2 separate regions of the Zea mays genome follow, and region 1 is linked to region 2. Evidence: chromatin contacts called from public Hi-C data. All regions are on one chromosome and are shown on one strand. Each heading gives the region's core, a stretch centred on a gene start, on an enhancer-like site or on the middle of the called end of the contact. The rest is flanking DNA. Distances are from core to core; before and after follow the strand shown.

The links. A called contact is a pair of places that touch in the nucleus more often than the background predicts.
Region 1: a Hi-C map of ear shows a contact between it and region 2, with 1.6 times the contacts expected there. The contact joins the promoter of LOC103631208 here to the promoter of LOC100281199 in region 2. A contact is called at or near these places in 2 of 25 Hi-C or Micro-C datasets (bundle sheath and ear).

What each region holds. Positions count from the first base shown.
Region 1 is chr1:5,373,961-5,380,411 of Zm-B73-REFERENCE-NAM-5.0, reverse strand. LOC103631208 reads right to left here and starts at 4,236. Exons shown (of 2, transcript XM_008652169.4): 1 at 3,412-4,236; 2 at 2,776-3,320. The coding sequence starts at 4,236. The coding sequence ends at 3,297.
Region 2 is chr1:4,861,105-4,867,193 of Zm-B73-REFERENCE-NAM-5.0, reverse strand. LOC100281199 (chloroplast oxygen-evolving complex/thylakoid lumenal 25.6kDa protein) reads left to right here and starts at 4,493. Exons shown (of 7, transcript NM_001154118.2): 1 at 4,493-4,737; 2 at 4,855-4,935; 3 at 5,083-5,165; 4 at 5,278-5,400; 5 at 5,496-5,567. The coding sequence starts at 4,572.

The DNA of each region.
Region 1 (6,451 bases), core at 2,987-5,486, 510 kb before region 2:
CGTTATCACTTACCCATTACGTTACAAATATCTGAACCAAACGGTACCTAACATTTAAGAGTTCCGTCCCTACGGTCGCCACGCTCACACAACGACCATGCCGGCCGTGACAGCACTAGCGCCACCCACCGATGCGACGAGCTTTGGCGACGGAACAAAATACTAAGGTTTTCTTAAAATTAACTACCCAACAAGACGATCTACCAACACATAAACTAACTTGAAGATATAGAACGAGATAATGTGCTCTCCCAAAGCAGTAAACTGCTCTATTAGAAATAGGAAATACTATCTTCATAGTAGATTTGTGAAATGTCATCTATCTTATCCGACTATGATAAGAATCGTGCACCCATCCTCTTAACCGTGCATAAAGAAGACAGCAATACTCTTCTCTTATAGCACAACGTAAAATACAACCCAAACACAAGATAATACACCAAAGGGCATAGGGTATTACATTTTACAATGGTTTGAAACTTTGAACCAGTATAAATCATTGTTTCATGTTCACCACCGAGTTTGATTTTAAATTGAAGCCCATCAATCTCTACTTTGGGTAATCTTGTAGTAGATTTGTCGTTCATTAGACGCCGACAGTTGTTGCTGTAGGTAGTGCTCTCGACGAAAAAACAGTTGAAAGCTTGAAGGATATCATTACGAAATTCACGATAGGATCAACCATCATCTTCGGTCCCTAGGCTTGCAGGTTAGACGGCTTCAGCAAACTCCATGGTTGCCTTGTGGCGACTATCGCCGCTACTGAGAGGGAACCAACCTCCAACTCTTCATCAGACCTTGTTGGAGGACCTTGTCAAAAAAATTTGGCGAACTTTTCATGTTTTTGACGAACTTTTGATGTCAAGTCCAATTCAGATGAGAAAATAACCCATACATATATTGAATTCGACTGACGTAGATAGGGGCCAGTTGGGGGGCCTGGGGCCACAACACCCCAACCAAAAAGAACTCTTTTACGTGCATATTTACAACTAAAACAAAAGGTTTAGTTTGTAATGATTTAAAATTTATTATGTAATTGAGGCATACATGTGTTAATTGTTACGACTACCGCATATATACTAGCACAATATCCTTGTTACGACATCACGTAATCATTGTTGGATTTGGCCAGACCCTACTAGACTCCTAAAGAAAAATCATAGCTACACCCCTGACCTAAACAAAGACAAAATTTTGGAGTCTTTGAAGCCATCGTACAACCGCAGTTCAAACCTAGATTTCGTACATAACAGTATCATTGGCTAGGTGCGTGTAACAGTATCATTCGCTAGGTTTGTGGTGTTTCGTGTTTGTGATTCCAGCTGATTGCCGTCCCTTTCGTTCGTCTGTGCGCATGCTCGTATCATCATCATCATCATCCATCTCGGGGTGTTTTTTTTATCATGGATGCGTGCGTGCGTGCGCGACGCTGCCTGCCATCTTACAACACGGTATCTGTAGTAAGATCGATGCAGCGAGGAGAGGTGAGACGGAGATGGCATCCATGGAGTTGCTTTCGTGAACAGATCATGCTGCTGACGGCGCCCAGCGTTGGACGTAGTCTCTCTCTCTCTCTCTCTCTCTCTCTCTCTCTCTCTCTCTCTCTCTCTCTCTCTCTCTCTCTCTCTCTCTCTCTCTCTGCGACATTCTCGTGTAACGTAATTCGACAGCAACAGCACGTAATAATGCATACAAACATTGATAGAAGAGTATAAGCATTTGCATTTCTCTCCGGTTGGTGGGAAAAAACGAGCGAACCCCAGCCAGATCACCGGCTTTGCGTTGCGTCGGAGCTATAGATGGCCAAAAAGCACGAGGCCCGTGAGCCCAGCACGAAGCCCGCTTTTTGGGCCCGGTCCGAACCTGGCACGGTAGAATAAGCGGGCGGGCTTGGACAGGAAACTAGGCACGGCGGGCTAGCCCGACACGGCCCGTTTACCTCTAAGCCCGTTAAGCCCGGTTTTTTTACACTAAAACGTGCTTACCGGCCCGTTTAGCCCGCTTTTCGGCCCGTTTTTTCGTGCTAAACGGGCCGGCCCGGCCCGTTTAGACCCGCTGCGGGCCGGGCTTGGACAGAAAATTAAGCCCGCTGGCACAGCAGGCCCGGCCCGGTTTTTGGCCGGGCTTCACCGGGCCCGGGCCGGGCCGGGCCGGGCGGCCCGTTTGGCCATCTTAGTCGGAGCATGCATGCCAGATCGCGCATCCCAGTGGCGCCCTCAGACGGCATCTGCCTGCCTGCTTAATTCTATTTCTATAGCCTGTGTACGGAGGAAGCTGATTACGTACTAACTGAATTTTGAAGGAAAGAGAAAAAAAAAGAAATAAGAAGAAGCCTTTGTTTCGGACGGCACAGACTGTCAAAGATTTTCTGAGTGCAAATATATATGGCGCGAGATTGTTGATCTTGCTTGCTGTTCCTGGTCAGGTTCCAGCTTCTTTTCTTTATCCTTTTGTAAACGAGTACGGCTCGTCCTTCTTCTGATTATATATGGGAGATGGAGACACACTTTGGACGCTAGTTTACTGTCTAAACCTGCACCTGCTTCTCAACCTCGTCCGGACAGATCCCGTGCGTGGTGTGGCTCTGTTCAACGCAGGCCTGAGGGGTGTCGAGCCGGCCGGCCGCCCAATAGGTCGAAATGTGTGTTTATAATTACATATATATATATATATATATACATAACTATTATATATATATATATATATATATATATATATATATATATATATATATATATATATATATATATATATATATGGGACAAAATGGTCTATATATAAACTTTCGTCCGGGGTCACTGAAATCTCAAGCATGGCCCTGGTTCAACGCGAATTTTTTGTTGAGCCGACCAAACGAATTCAATTTACGGTCGGAGAGCGCCAAGCACAACGTGCTAAACGAGTGCTAGGTCAGCAGTATAAAGAGCCGAGGATTTCTTCTGGAATAATGACGCTTTCAGTCGCTGCCGCAATCTGTTTACTATTCCTTCCCTCCCCGGCACCCCCACCAGGCCACCACCACCGGTACGTGAGGCAGAAAAGGCCGACTCCGTTTCGTTTCTACGGATTAATGTTTAAACTTTGGATTTTAAACTGTACATCACGAGCCATTCACGCGGCAGTTCAAATACACGGACGCTGTAATCTTTGTGCGAGGTGTGGTATAGAGATGGCACAGGGCGATGCCATGACCGCCATCACGTCGGACAGACGATGAGCAGACAAAGAGCTCGGTGACGAGACGGCACAGGGCGACGGACGGCTCGGAGGACTTCACGTGACAAGGTCGTGTGCTATGCGTCTTGTTGTCCGGCGGCCTGAAAAAGTGTGCGGGAACGGCAGTGTCAGTTTGGAGTCTTGGGAGAGGATGGAGCGGACTGATCATCGGTGGAGGGGCCATGGACGTACGCTGCACTTTTTGCAGTAGAGGATGGCGTCGCGGACGGCGGTGTCGGCATTGCCGTGGCACCAGTCGAGGCTGGACGCGGACGCGCGCGCCGGGCTGGCCGGCGCCACGCGGGGCCGCCGCCTCGGCGCCGGGAGACGCCGCAGGGCCCTCACCTTGCGGTACAGCGGCAGGAGGAACCGGAGGTACTGCAGCGGCATCTTCCACCACGACGAGCGCCTCCCGGCGGCGGCGGCCCTCCCGCCGCAGCACGGGCTCGGGGACGGGGAGGCCGGCGCGCTGCGGGCCGAGCAGAACAGCGGGTCGCCGGGGACGAGGCGGCCGTCGCGGATGACCCGGCGGCTCGCGCTGACCAGCGCCGGGGACGGGGGGTCACTGCCCCCGCCCACGCCACCGGGAATAATAAGCCCGAACTCGAAGTCGCTCTCCGGCGGCGGCGCGGCCGTGGCCGTCCACCGCATGGAGAAGAGCGCGGCGGGGTCCATGTCGATGAACGACGACCTGGAGCTGCCGAAGGAATGGCCGAGGTCGGCGTCGGCGACGAGGTGCTCGAGTGACGGCGCCCGCGCGCCGCGCTTCGCCAGCCACCCGCGGGAGAAGCTGTCGCCGAGGCGCTGCTGCGTCGGACCGACCTCCATGAGGGCCTGGGCCTGGGCCTGGCCGGCGTGCGTGCGCGCGCGCGCGCGGACGGGGGACGGGAGACGGCGCGGTGGCAGTGGCAGCGCTGAGGAGGGGCGTGCACGGCATGGGCAAAGCGAAGATATAGGCGCGCGCCGCAATGTCCGTCTCTGTGGGCTTGTGGTTGTGGCATCGGGCGCAATGTCCATGTTGCCCCTTGTCCTCGTGCCGCGCTTCTATTTTCTTTTACCCAGCAATTTTGTTCTATTTCTATTTTCCCTCCCTCCCTCCCGTTTATTACGCTTGTTATCGCTGTCATGGCAACAGATTCATTGAGTCTTTCTTGTCCCGTGAAGGAAAAAAAAAGGTCTCGTCTCGGGTTTCGATGTTCAGGTCGCTGGGCGCGGACGGATTATCGACAGATACAAACAAACATACGTACGTACAAAAGGCACGATGGTTTGTATTCAATACTATTCAGGCTCAGGTGTTATCCGGTCAACTTCACCTCTTTGGAGGATAGCAAGGATGGATTTTGGCCCTAATCTCCACAGATTCATGTTTCATTCTCTATCTTATTCTATATTTTAAACTTCTCTAACCGAACAGTAATAATATCATCTATAGTTCCACGTCTCTTATTTTACACACTCTGTCTAAGAACCGTCTCATTTTTAGACTCAATCACGGGGGCGGAATTTTTTTCGTTATTCGACGGTTATGAACTAAACCGTTATAGCTCCACATACAGTTTTAGAGCATCTCCAAGAGTCTTTCTAAAGTTTACTCTCTAAGTAATCACTTCCTATATCCAACAACTTTTCTATCTTATTTACACACTAAAGAGTTATTCGCGTTTTCTATCTTTGGCTAGCGAGAACCCCAGAATATAAGAGCATATTCTTCTAATCTATATAAATATTTTTTATTTTAAAAATACCCTCCAACATGTTATCTAAATATAGTCAAATTCTATTCCGGGTTTCTCGCTAGCCAAATATAGAAAACATAAATGGCTCGTGCAAACAAGATATATGGCATATTTGTTTTAGCTTATATATTATATAATCTAGATTATATATTCTTGGTTATAATCTGCAAAAAATATAATCTATGTGTAGCTGTTTGAATGACCAAATTATATAAATGAAGATTATTGATTTTTGAGACACAAAGACAATAATACCCCGCGTGCGTGTGATTTAGGGAAAGAAGAAAAAATGACAGAGGTTGTAATTTTATGAACATAACCATGAGTACAGGGTCTTTTGTCAAAAATGATTTCAAATAAGCTACTCTTAAGGAGATTATAAGATTATCACAATATGAGTTTTAGATTGTATAATCTGGACCTATATCTAGGTGTTTGTTACCTACTAGATTATTTACACTATATTATATAATCTGTACATATTATAATCCAAAACAACTACAACCATTGAAAGGCCGTTGGAGATTGAAAGGATATAGAAAATATTTTTTATGCAAATGATTCTCTAAATGATACTTTAGAGAGTGAAATTTAGAAATACTCTAGGAGATACTCTAAGATATCTATATTTTGATAATTATTTAAATAAGTTGTTGAAGAGTTTTTTTTTTGAAAAGAACCCTATTTTTAATAATTAGAAAAAAAATATAAAGAGTCTCTTGGAATTGCTAGGCTTTTCCCAATCATTGTCATTGTAATTTGTAACAAACAGTTATAGCTAATGCTACGGTTCTAAATAGGCTGTGAAAAGGGAAACTCGGAGAAAGAGGAAGAACCACATATGTTTTTTCTTATCATGTCACGTCGTTGTCCAATCTCGGATTGGGGCCATAGCATTCGGGCATCGGCTTGGATCGTTCAGATCATGGAGCCACGGGACGTGTGTGGCAGGCTTGGGGCTTGGGCTATGCATGATTAGCGGTGGCAAAGGTGACAGAGAGAATACGGTTCAAGGATCAAGAGCACTGAACACGCATGGTCCACGACTTTCACAAAAGCTAGAGAAACCCTGGAACAAAGTAGAGGAGACTGTCTGTGTAGCGTGTAGCAACGACGACACCCGGACATAGCAGTTCGCCGTCCCAGGCTCATGTTCCGGTTCCACTCGTGCAGTTGTTCTGTCTCTCGGCTTGCATTTAAAAGATACTGAAAATAACTGCAGGGTTAAGTTAAAGTTAACCTGCTAGGCTAGGCACTAGATGCTTCTTCATGTTTGGCGGCACAAATTAAACTCTTGACAGCACTGTCACTGATCAAGGAACGGGGTTTAGCAGTAATTTTAAATGCATATGGGAAAGGAGGGGGACTGGCAGTGAGAGGTAGGAGTAGGAGAGCTGCTGCCATCCAATAAACAGAATGAGATTAGGGATGTAATAACGACCACTATAATTAATGCTCACAAAAGAAAGACATCAGCAGATGGGAGGAGAAAA
Region 2 (6,089 bases), core at 3,244-5,743:
ACCCCAGCATCACACCTCACTAGTACTCTGCTCCGCTACTATACTATTAGACCGTCCTCACCAGACCATCTATACTGTTAGAGCGTGCTGTTTATGGAGTAGAGTTTAAAAAAGACTAAGATTTTATTCGATTATTTTTATTCTATGCAGATTAGAGGGGATTGAGATTATACAGATTAGAGATGATTGAGATGTATTGAGGTGGCTTTTAACTTATTATAAATTTAAACCGACTTAATCTCACCTAATCAATATGGATTATCATCAAACCGAATAAACTCTAAGACCTTGTTCGTTTCACCGTTAATCTATATAAATTAAGTGCTATTAGGTCGGTTTAAATTCACAACAAATCAACATCTATGACAATCTAATTTAATACACTTCAATTTACATGAAATTAGAATAATCAAACCAGATCATAGAAAATACGATGAAGACAGTTAATTCCAATACATCTATAAAACATAAGAGTAGAGAGAGATGACCCATTGACTCTTTTCTTTTGTCGCCTAGATAGACTAGAAGTATCGAAATAGTCATACGATTCTATCCGTGTGACAACAAAACAAGCAAATTTCTACAATTAAAAGAGAAGCCAAGAACTGACATCAGCATGCATGGCGAGTCGTGAGTCATCGTCGTCGACCTTGCGTCACATATAACGCAGCTGGCCGGCCGGGGCGAGGGAAGGGTGTTGTTGAGCTACAGTAAAAGAAAAATATGAGGAGAGAGAAAATGCTATAGCCGCATCTGCTGAGGTTACCGATCAGAAGAGAGGGAGAGAGACCAACCAACTTGTTTGTCTGTTTTCTGAAGAGCACGTCCGGGAGCAGGACTCTCTCAAACTTTGGCTTTTCTGCCCGCTGCTTAGGGCCTATTGCTTTTTAATAGAACGGTTTATCGAATGTCATGAAACAACAATACTGTGGTTGCAGTATAGTAGAGAAGGAGAAAGAGTAAGCTGTAGCAATGTGTTAACAAAAAAACTTTATTCCATACTAAAGTTTTTTAGACCCAAAAATATTACGGTATTAATAAAACTATGATTTAAAATATAGAGTTTCTATATTTTACTCAACCATCTTTTAGCCTAAAATATTATGGTATGCTTAAATACCATAGTGCTGTCTTCAAACTTGAAAAATTATATTCCCAAACAAACTCTTAGGCTAACTCCAACCATTCTCCATCCCAAATCCCATCATTCATACTTTTTATTCATGTTTAAATATCTTCCCCTTAACTAATTTCTCCCTATCTCAACTCATCTCCAACCATTCCTCACATTGAGCTCATCCTTTAACCTTTAAAGAAGCTATTTGACTTTAATGCATGAGTTTTTAGAGTTTTAAAAAAATCATACTATATTTATACTACCGCAATACATATTATTATCTACTAATTAAACCCAAAATAATTAATTTTATAATTATTATTGTTGGAGAGGGGGAGATTAAAAGCTCCCTCTCCATAGGTTAAAATTTTCTCTTAGAGCTAGTTTAGGAGCCACAAAACCGGAGAGGATTTGAGGGACTAAAATCCCCTCCTTAGGGCTACATTGGGAACCTTAAATTCCCTTCGGGATTGGAGGGGATTGAGGTAGAAATGAACTAATTTCCTCTCCAATCTTCTTCAATCCCGAGGGGGATTCGAGTTTCTAAACTAGCCCTTATTCAATTTTGAATAAGGAGTGTATGTTAGCTCCTCCAATCACCTCCAGTATTTAGACTCCCAAACTAACTCTTACCGAGAAGAGATCGAGGGGGGAGGTGTGACCGCGTACATGAGTAGGTGTGAGGGGGAGAAGCTCCATAAGGCGTTGGAACGTTGGAGAGTTTTAGATCATTCTAAGTGGTAGTTTCGTTACACTATTTCCAATGTTGCCATATTAATAAAAATAAGAATAAATAAAGAATGAAATATACTCTCTTAATGAAGATTTTCATGACAATTTCACAGGCTAAATAACCCATAGGAATAGATTAAATAGATGGAGATGAAACAAAATTGCTCTCAACAGTGGTTTCACGCGCTTTGCAATACATTAGAAATATGTTGGCATAGTTATATGATAATGAAACTAATTTCACATATTTTATAATAAATATAGCCATGTCATAAAAAATCCTATGTGGCATAATAATTAATGCAATAAAATGGAATCTTTCATGAAACTCTCATTGAAAATGACATTAGTGTGTGTCGTCCAATAGGACCCTATCGTGTCCCGCTTGCGGGAAAATGAGCTACTCTCCAACAGAGCTCGAATGTGGATACTAAAATGTCTCCGTGTCTACTTAAAATCCGGGTGCTCTCTGTTTTCCAAATTTTCCATATAGACCGATGATCTTTCTCTCTTTATTCCGTGTTTGCATGCACCTGCTGCTGGAGATGGACATATTCTTTTACAACGCGACTCGACTGTTAGCCGGGCTACACATGCTAGTTTTTTCCCCTACAATTACAAACAACCTTAGAGCCAGAGTTAGTGTTTGGTTTTGATGACTAAGTTTAGTCTATATCACATCTAAAGTTTGAATACTAATTACGAGTAATAAATATAGTCTGTACATAGGTGAAAACTAGGCGACGAACAAATTTATCAAGCCTAAATAAGCAATGATTATTAAATATTTACTGTAGCATTACATGAGTTAATCATATATTAATTAGGCTTAATAAACTCGTCTTCCTGTTTTGTTGAAGTGTATAAGTGTATTAACTACTTAAGCTTAAGCTTTTGAATTAAGTTGGCTAGTGCATGAAACTTAATATGATATCAGACGTCACAAGTTTGAATCTTTGTTTAAATTAGATCTTATACCTTCAGTTTAAGGTTTTGGATTTAACTTATTAGTGTTCTGTACCACTACTAGTTAGCCTCCATCTATATAATTAGATTTATATGACAATGTCATTTAGGTGAAGTGAGCCCCCAAAACGATATTGCTAGGTACCACCAGATGTGGAAGTGGAACCGACTAGAGTTAAAGAAACCGGGGCGGCGGCCACCAAGAGACAAGACGATGAGAGTGAGAGAGAGCGCAACACACAGCTCGGATGCAGTGCAGAAAAGCCTAGGATAGAATAGCACGTGTGATCTCGTGTCCCCGATGACATGAAAGAAAATGACTGCAAGCGTGCAGACGACGAGGCGGACGGGACGAGGACAGTACGTCGACGACACCACGCTTGCTAACTTGGTACTAAAGGACAAGGGCGTGCGTGGTTCTTGTTCCTTTAAAATCTTAGATCTCTAAACAGAAGGCTAAATTCATCACGCTTGAAGTGCTAGAGTTCTTAAGTTTAAAGGAGCGAATTTTAACACACACATGCAACACGCATGTATTTATGCATGCATGCATCACGAGTAACAGCTTTGTGTGTGTGTGTGGTGGTACTGACACTGTCACACGCACGTACAGGAGGACCGTGAGCGCGTACTGCAGTGCGGTCCGGGAGCTGGGGTTCAGGCTGTACGTCGCCATCTCCGAGGGCCTGGGCCTGGACGGAGCGTACATCAAGGAGGCGCTGGGCGAGCAGGAGCAGCACATGGCGGTGAACTTCTACCCGAGGTGCCCGGCGCCGGAGCTCACGTACGGGCTGCCCGCGCACACGGACCCCAACGCGCTCACCATCCTGCTCATGGACCAGCAGGTGGCCGGCCTGCAGGTGCTCAAGGACGGCCGCTGGATCGCCGTGAACCCGCGGCCCGGCGCGCTCGTCGTCAACATCGGGGACCAGCTGCAGGTGACGTGCTCTTGTCTCGCTCTCCCATTATTCCCACCCTCTCACCTCCTCTCTGCCCCTGGCCTCCACTACTGCACTGCACCTGCACAGGCGCTGAGCAACGGCAGGTACAGGAGCGTGTGGCACCGCGCCGTCGTCAACGCCGACAGGCCGAGGATGTCGGTGGCGTCGTTCCTCTGCCCCTGCAACGACGCGCGCATCGGCCCCGCCGCCAGGCTCCTCACCGACGGCACGCCCGCCGTCTACAGGGACTACACCTACGCCGAGTACTACGCCAAGTTCTGGAGCAGGAACCTGGACCAGGAGCACTGCCTCGAGCTCTTCAGGACCCCGACCTCCTAGGAGTATTTTGGATGCTTCTCTTTCATTTTAGCTTTTCGGTACTAGTTTGTTTGTTACTAGAATGGAACTTGCCGACTGCATCAGAAACTGTCTGTCTGTACCCCTCATCAGCTCCCCCTCCAAATAATCTCTCTGCCCATGTGGGCTTGTTTCAATACTTTTTGTCAGTACAGCCCATATATTACTTTTTTTTTGTCACATACGGTGTGGAAACACAAAACAGGCCGATTCCTTCCATAAATGGGCCTGCTCCTGTCCAGCCCGCCCCCCGTGATGGGCCAAATTCGCGGTGGCTGCTGAGAACAGGAACAGGCCCCGCGCCGGCGCCGCCCGTCCAGTTTCCAAACTCGCGCATCCGGTCGGCTGGCGCGTCGTGTGGACCAGAAAGGGAGCGAAATCCTACTCGTCGCACGGGGTCCGCAAGCTTTTCGTCGCCTCGATTCGCTTCCGCCCCATCCTCCTTCCCGACGCCTCACATGGCAACGGCCGTGCCCGCCGCCTGCCTCCGCGCGCCGTGCTCCTCTCCAGCGGCCGTCGCACGCCGACTTGGGGCCGGTGGCCCGTCGCTGCGCAAGCGGCATTGCGCCGTCGCGCCCGTCGCTGCCGCCTGCGGCCCCGCGCCGCCGCGGCTGCTTGACAACGGTTGGTACCCCCGCCGCCGCTTCTCCTGAGCAGGATTGCGTCTCCCTCCCTCCCTCCCCTTTGCACCTCTATGGCGTCTCGCTTTACCGACGTTGCTGTGTGCCCTGCCTGACGCAGAGGAGGCGGTCTGCTCCGTACGGCGGCGTGTGCTGGTTGCCGGTGCCGCCGCGTTCCTCTCCCGGCCTAATCCGGCGGCATGTGAGTAATTTACCTCTTCGCTTTATGCAGCGTTGCTGGCGCTTTGATGTGCACTGGCCGCTCAGTGTCAGTGGGAGACGAGCTTGCAGTGTGAATGGTTTATTTGGTCAAAACTGCGCCTCTGAGTGCGCTTCTGATCTGGTATAGTCGCAGCAGAGGCTAAGAAAGGGTTCCTGCCCGTCGTCGACAAGAAGGCTGGCTACTCTTTCCTCTACCCGTTCGGATGGGAGGTGACAACTGACAAACACTTCTTGTATTACCGTGCTCGGTTGATTGAAGAGACTGGCTGCGCGATGTATTTTATCTTGACGTGTGTGAGGCTGACCACGTTATCCTATCCAGGAAGTGGCTGTGCAAGGGCAAGACAAGGTGTACAAAGATGTGATAGAGCCTCTCGAGAGTGTGAGCGTCAACTCTATTCCAACTAGCAAGGAGGATATCCGTGATCTTGGTCCTCCGGATAAGGTTTACTATTCTCTTTTCCATAAATAAACTTGGATAGTCCATAGGTATCTAGTGGAAAAAGGTCCAATTTTGATGTTTTAACTCCTGTTTGTCAGGTTGCCGAGGCTCTGATTAAAAAGGTTTTGGCACCATCAACACAGAAGACAAAGTTAATTGAGGCGAAAGAGGTGTGCCTTCCGTCCAATTTTCCATGCTTGGCCTAACTATTCCTGTTAATATTCATGGACACCAGTGCGTGTCAAATCTTTGAGGATCGGGGAATGATGATTTGTGACATAGCATGGTTCTTTAAATAAGTTCATTCACGCATGCCGATTGGTTTACGTGGACAGAATTATAAAAGACGGAATGAGCTTAGTTGGTGCTGATTGACGAATCTCTCTGAGTCCATTTTATTTAGGTTGAGCAGTAAGCTGAACAGCTACTCTCTGAAAATAGCAAATGTACTAATGAATGGTTTCCACCTACAACATGTATTGAAATTTGTTGCCTGGTTTCCAAGTTTCAGCTGGTATGCTGAGCTAATAAAAGATTACGTAGCCAGTTACCAACTTGAAAGTACAGGCGGCAATATGACAGATAAAACATATAGATACCACCATAAATTAGCTAGTAGTTCTCCCATTTGTATATTAGAATCAGTTTTTGTTATTTGCAGAACATCATGTTCTTCAAATTGGCCATGCTAT